Linked DNA regions of Sus scrofa: region 2 is linked to region 1. Evidence: chromatin contacts called from public HiChIP or PLAC-seq data. All regions are on one chromosome and are shown on one strand. The core of a region is the stretch at or near the end of the contact, and the rest is flanking DNA. Distances in the headings are between cores, read along the strand shown.

Region 1 (3,466 bases), core at 439-2,938:
TTTGCTGAACACAGCACGTAATTATGAGGAATTCTGGAATGCACAAGGCAGAGGCTCTGCTCTAAACCAGCTATCATCTGCTTGAGAGGAATAATTCTTGGAAGTCTGTGTGGGTCCTGGGAGTGTGGGATCAGTCAAATCAATTCTTGGTCTGCCCTAGCTCAGCTGTGTCAGAATGGCCAGCCACCGTCTTGCCCCACCCGAGGCAGGCTCCACTGCAAGAAAAGGACTTCTAAGTTCACTCCTGACATTTATCCTAAAATGTGAGCAAAAAAAGGGATCTGAAGAGCACCAGTGGGCAGTCTCTGTGCCTTGGGCTCATTTCCTCACATGTACCAGGTCCCCAAAGGGCCTGGTCTTCCCTCTTCAGTGGAGCCGCATTTGAGAGCTTACACACCTCTGCATTCCAGCATCTCTATTGAACCTCCCACGGGGCCTCCTAACTTTGGAAATGAGGTAACTGTCTAAAGTTGAAAGGATGACAGACTGGAATTTAGGAAACCTGTGTTCAAGTTGAGGCTCTGACCCCAACGTGCTACAAGTTCAAAACAAGTCTCTTAATTTGATCCATACTTTCCTCATCTGTAAATGACGTGATTGTCAGACCAGGTGCTCTTTAACGTTTACCTTCCCCAAAACACTCTTTGGGTTCACCTCCAATGTTAACTCGCTACCTGAAGGAAAAGCCTCCTCAAAGGCGGATTCTTTCCCATCTGTTACCCCATCCGTCTCCACCCCTGTTCCAGCAGTTTCAAGTCCCGTCTGTCTCAGGGCCCGCTGACCGGACTGTTCGGACCATACACAGCTCCCATTGGGTTTATTATTAGCACCTTAAACCATTCTTTATCCTCTCCAATCCACTCCTCAAAGTGTTACCAGAGTTACTGTCAAAACACAAAGTTAGCCAATCGCCCCTCTGTCCAAAGTGCCTTGTGAGGGAACAGTGAGTCCCCAGGACCCAGAGCCCAAGTGTGGCCGGCACACAGCGCACCGGTCGCCCTTTCCTAGCAGAGCGAGGGTATCCGCACCGCCTGCTCCTTCCCCGAGCAGCTCTCACGCCCCAGTTACTGCGGTCCACACTTCCTGGGTAGAACACACCACCTGTGCTCCAGCAACCCCTCTCCCGCCCCTCCCGCGGCCGCCCTACAAGGGAGGGAGCCTTCCACGAGCTAAGGCGGGGGTGGAGCCTGCCTGCGGCTACCCCAGGCCCGGCTGCTCTCCAGCACATCCCCGGGGCGAGATGCCATCGCCAAACCTGCGCGCACATCTGGAAGCCCCAAGCCCACAGTCTAAGCTTAGGGGCCACCCCCGGTGGCCACAGCCACCGCGAAGAACCACGGGCACACCCGTCTCCCGCTCCGGCTGAGCACCCCCGAGAAGCTGCCCGGGAAGCGCCCGCCAGCCCTTACATTGAAGGCCGGCAACTGTCCCTCGGCCGCGCGGTGCAGCTCCCGGACCAGCTCCATGGCCTTCTCGCAGAGCATGGCGGACGTGCCGGCTCCTGCGCACCCGAGGCTCCCAAACAAACGACAGCGGTCCCAGGACCACAGCCCGAGTTCCTGCAGCTCCTGCCGCTCGGCTCAGACACAGACTCCGCCGTCACCCCGCTTTGGCGCCAAAACGCGAAGCCAATAGGAACGCGCTGCCGACCTCCCGGCTACAGTGGCGGCCAAGGGACATATGCCTCCGCTGCGCAGCCGCAGTGCCCCAGGGATCGCTGCCCGGATTTGTTGTAGTTGTGGGCCCGCCCCTCGGTGCAGGCATTGGCCTGATCTCCTGCTGAGCGGCAGGACAGCTTTTGTGCAGCACAGCTCAGGACGAAAGCAGCCCCCCCCTTTCCCATTCGATTCATTCATTCTCTTTTAGGTTGACTGGGCCCGCGCGTTGAGGTCGAGAAGGCATGACGGGAAAAGGCGTGCATTGATGTTAAGACCTAGCATTGTGTCTACTCGGTTTTGCAGTGTGGTTTTGTGTGATATAAAAGGGAAACCAGGAGTTCCCTTCCTGGCTCAGTGGTCAACGAATCCGACTAGGAACCATGAGGTTGCAGGTTCGATCCCTGGCCTTGCTTAGCGGCTTAAGTATCCGGCGTTGCCGTGAGCTGTGGTGTAGGTCGCAGACGCGGCTGTGGCTCTGGTGTAGGCCGGTGGCTACATCTCTGATTAGATCCCTAGCATGGGAACCTCCATATGCTGGTGGGAGCCACCCTAGAAAAGGCAAAAAGACAAGAAAAGGGGAAAACAACTTTTTTTTTTTTTTGCTTTTTAGGGCTGCATCCGCGGCATATGGAAGTTCCCAGGCTAGGGGTCCAATCCGAGCTGCAGCTCCGGACCCACACCATAACCACAGCAACAGGGGATCCAAGCCGTGTCTGCGACCCACACCACAGCTCACAGCAACCTGGCATCCCTGACCCACTGAACAAGGCCAGGGATGGAACCTGCCTATTCATGGATCTGCGTGGGATTCCTTACCGCTGGGCTACAATAGGAACTCCCAGGGAAAACAACTTTTATTGGGTGTCTCCTGAGAGCTGGGGACTATAACATACTTCATGTAATTCTCACCATTATCCCTAAAGTGGTTATTAAGACTCTTGGTACTGATTAAGAAACAAAAGTTAGATAACTTGCCCAAGGTCACACAGTTGGCAAAGTGATAGACCCTGTTTTTAAACCTTCACCTTCAGAGTACCACCTTTGATATTAAAGCAGTCAATTTAAAAACGTGTAAAACAGCCCAACTCACTGTCTGTGGGAAGGGGGTTTACTCTGGATTAACATGAATAGCCATATTCTCACCTAGATGATTATGGAAATTTTCATAACTATATAGAATCAAAGGTGGGAATTACTGTTGTAGAAACAATTCGTTTTATTTGGCTCTTTTTTTAAAGCACTGTTACTTAGGAGTTCCCATCGTGGTGCAGTGCAAACAAATCCAACTAGGAGCCAGTGGGTTAAGGATCTGGTGTTGCCATGAGATGTGGTGTAGAAGACACAGCTCGAATCTGGCATTGCTGTGGCTGTGGCATAGGCCAGCGGCTACAGCTCTGATTAGACCCCTAGCCTGGGAACCTCCATATGCGGCAGGTGCAGTCCTAAAAAGACAAAACACAGGAGTTCCCGTCGTGGCGCAGTGGTTAACGAATCCGACTAGGAACCATGAGGTTGCAGGTTCGGTCCCTGCCCTTGCTCATTGGGTTAACGATCCAGCGTGGCCGTGAGCTGTGGTGTAGGTTGCAGACACAGCTCGGATCCCGCGTTGCTGTGGCTCTGGCATAGGCTGGTGGCTACAGCTCCAATTGGACCTGGGAACCTCCATATGCCGCGGGAGTGGCCCAAGAAATAGCAAAAAGACCAAAAAAAAAAAAAAAAAAAGAGAGAGAGAGAGACAAAACACAAATACATAAATAAAGCACTGTTACACGGATTCATTCTATTTGACCCTATAAACTGTGTTCCTT
Region 2 (3,466 bases), core at 420-2,919, 160 kb before region 1:
ATTTACACGGACAGTCTGAGGATCACACCCTTTTTTACTCCTAGTTCTACTTCTTTACAGGCCATATAGTCTCACTTGTAACTATTCAACTCTGCTATTGGCAAGAGCACCAAAGACAAAATTTGAATTTCATATAATTTCCACGTGTCATATATTTCCTTTTATTTATCTATTTATTTATCTGTAGGGCCACACCCGCAGCATAAGGATGTTAGGCTAGCGACCAAATCAGAGCTGCAGCTGCCAGCCTACTATGCCACAGCCACAGCCACACAGGATTTGAGCCGCATTTGTGACCTACACCACAGCTGAGGACAACGCGGATCCTTAACTCATTGAGTGAAGCCAGGTATAGAACCCGGGTCCCCGTGTATACTGGTCAGGTTCTTTACCGCTGAGCCACAACAGAGGAACTCCTTTTATTTTTTAAAATTACTTTAAAATATGTAAAAATCACTCTGCCCACAGAGTCAACAGAATCTAGTGGCAGGTATTTTTGCCCTGTTACCCTGTTTGGCATGATAGACAATTCTGGGTTACTAATGATGACCACATATCCAGATTTCAGTAAAGTTACCCAACAGAGACAATTCAGAAGATTAGAGATTAGTTCCAAGATCTGTATTCTGCTAACAAGGAGTTAGGAAGCAAACAACTGTTACTGTCCTTCTGAAGGTTTAAGACACTTTTGGTCCCTCAGCCTCTATCTTTACCTGAAAATCACCCAGGTAGAAGACACCCAATGACCAGAAAATGCAAAGCTTCAGCAAAAGCCATCAAAGTGGACAAACCAGGGAGTTCCCGTCGTGGCTCAGTGGTTAACGAATCCAACTAGGAACCATGAGGTTGCAGGTTCGATCCCTGGCCTTGCTCAGTGGGTTAAGGATCCGGCGTTGCCGTGAGCTGTGGTGTAGGTTGCAGACGTGGCTCAGATCCCACACTGCTGTGGCTCTGGTGTAGGCCGGCGGCTACAGCTCCGATTGGACCCCTAGCCTGGGAACCTCCATATGCCGCCGGAGCGGCCCAATAAATGGCAAAAAAACAAAGAACAAAGTGGACAAACCATCGGGCAGACACTACAGAGCACTCAGTCTCCAGGCGCAGCTGTTAAACAAGGACTGGAATATTACACCTTTCAAAAACTTTCTCTGGCTCTGAGCCGGCTCCTACCATCCAGCAGGGTAAAGACGGTCAGACCAAGCCGGGTCCCGAACTAGGAAAGTAAGTGCCTGGCTGGAACCGTAGACGACGCCCTCGCCCCTCTGGCGCTACTTCTGAAGGGGGCGGCGGACTCGAAACCAGAAACCACACCTTCCCGGCGGCGATTTGTGGCCGCGGGCCCTCCGCGGGCGAGCATAGCTACCCTGCAGGAAAAGTCGCTTCTTCCGTCTCCTCCCGAGCGCCCCGGGGCGCAGAAACCTCCCCTACACAGTTACGACGTCTTCCTCACACAAGAAGCGCAAAATGAGAAAAAAGACAGATGCGGCTAGAGGTACAAAGGCGGAAGCCGAACCTGCAACCACCCTCCTCAGGGCTGTAACTCAACCTCGCTCTTTCTAGAGACCACAATTTCGGAGTCTCGCGGGACCTTGCTGTTCCACAGCGCTCGGGTCTGGGAAACATCTCGCGGGACTTCCCCAGCGGCGCGGAAAGGTCTAGTGGCTTAGTGGCCCCGCCCACGGGCCGTCTGGCGCACGCGCGGGCAGCAACGGCGAGTTGGCTGGTCGTGCGGGCGGCAGCGCCATGGGGCTGAGACGGGTGCGGGCGGTCTTCTTTGACTTGGACAACACGCTCATCGACACGGCCGGTGCGAGTCGGAAGGGCATGTTGGAGGTAACGTTCCTGCGCCCGCTCCCCTCGAGCTCGACGCCACAGCCCCTCGCGCTCTTGGGCCCCCGGCCCGCTGCCTTGTACACTGTGCTAAGTCCGTACCGAGGCGGCTCGTGCCGGGGGGCCTCCTAGTCTCCGCACGCGGCGGCAGTAGCCGCCGCCCCCGCCCGATTGGAGCAGGCAGGCTATTCCTGGACTGCGAGGTTGCGCGCCTAGAGCGCTCCCTGCACAGGCACCGGAAGGGTGTCGCTGAATTGCCACGAGGGCAGAGGAGCCCCGCTCCCCAGGAGTGACAGCGGAAGGGTGGTCTCCCACCGCGTGGTCTTCGCTGGGCCTTTGAGCCTGGACTTAATTGACTCTAGAGCGTTTTCCCCGCGGCAACACTCATGTGGTGTCCCAGCTGCTGTAGGTTTCAGAGGTAACACTCAGCGCTAGTCCTGCTGCGCGGGATATGGCCTCCTTTCTGTACCTGCTTATGCACTTTCAGACCTTTCTCATGCTTTTCAAAAACCTAAGCAGGGAGCTCCCATTGTGGTTCAGCGGTAATGAACCCTACTAGTATCCATGAGGATGCGGATTGGATCCCTGGCCTCATTCAGTGGGTTAAGAATCTGGTGTTGCTGTTCTGATCCAGATGCTGCTCGGATCTGGTCTGGCCTGGCTGTGGCCTAGGCTGGTAGCCGTTCGACCCCTAGCCTGGGAACTTCCATATGTTGCAGGTGCGGCCCTAAAAAAAAAAAAGACCCTAAGCCCCCTCTATTTTCTTTCTTATGCTTTCAGCTTTAAAGAGAAAACTAGAATTATCATACCTGCAAAACCCACTTTGGAACTTAATCTTTTCAACTCTCTTCATGCCTCGTTAGTTAGGTTGTCTCTCCCAAGCTGCTTCTTGGTACATGGGATGCATTCCACTCTGTTTTCAGATCTGTCCAGTATATATGTGTGTGTGTGTGTGTGTATATATATGTATGTGTGTATATATATGTGTGTGTGTATATATATATGTGTGTGTATATATATATATATGTATATATATATATATATTTTTTAGGACTGCACCCGCAGCATATGAAAGTTCCCAGGCTAGGGGTCGAAAAGGAGCTACAGCTGCCGGCCTACACCACAGCCACAGCAACATCAGATCCCAGCCACCACAGCTCACAGCAATGCCGGATCCTTAACCTACTGAGTGAGGCCAGGGATTGAACCCATGTCCTTCTGGATGCTAGTTGGGCTCATTACTGCTGAGCCACAACGGGAACTTCCAGATCTGTCCAATACTTTAAAAAGAACACATTGGAGTTCCCGTTGTGGCGCAGTGGAAACAAATCTGACTAGGAACCATGAGGTTGTGGGTTTGATCCCTGGCCTCGCTCAGTAGGTTAAGGATCTGGTGTTGCCATGAACTGTGCTGTAGGTCTCAGACGAGGCTGGGGTCTCAGGTCCTTTGTTGCTGTGGTTGTGGCATAGGCTGGCAGCTGTAGCTCTGATTAGACCCCTAGCCTGGGAACCTCCACATGCTGCGGGTTTGGCCCTAAAAAACAAAAAATAAAAGAATAAAACCAAAAAGAACACTTCCCTTGGACTTTTCTTTCTCCACAAGATATTAACTTGACAGCCATGTTTTTCAAGAGAA

Evidence for each region. HiChIP or PLAC-seq counts read pairs in DNA pulled down with a chosen protein or histone mark.
Region 2: a contact with region 1 is called in an H3K27ac HiChIP or PLAC-seq map of alveolar macrophages. The contact joins the promoter of NANP here to the promoter of GINS1 in region 1. A contact is called at or near these places in 3 of 47 Hi-C or Micro-C datasets (heart right ventricle and liver) and 1 of 2 datasets of contacts at active chromatin or transcription factors (alveolar macrophages).

The regions. Positions count from the first base shown.
Region 1 is chr17:31,058,762-31,062,227 of Sscrofa11.1, reverse strand. GINS1 (DNA replication complex GINS protein PSF1) reads right to left here and starts at 1,688. Exons shown (of 7, transcript XM_003483911.4): 1 at 1,410-1,688. The coding sequence starts at 1,484.
Region 2 is chr17:31,215,569-31,219,034 of Sscrofa11.1, reverse strand. It overlaps NANP (N-acylneuraminate-9-phosphatase), which reads left to right and starts at 1,669. Exons shown (of 2, transcript XM_003134309.4): 1 at 1,669-1,833. The coding sequence starts at 1,744. It overlaps LOC102165363 (a long non-coding RNA gene), which reads right to left and starts at 1,615. Exons shown (of 8, transcript XR_002340151.1): 1 at 1,171-1,615.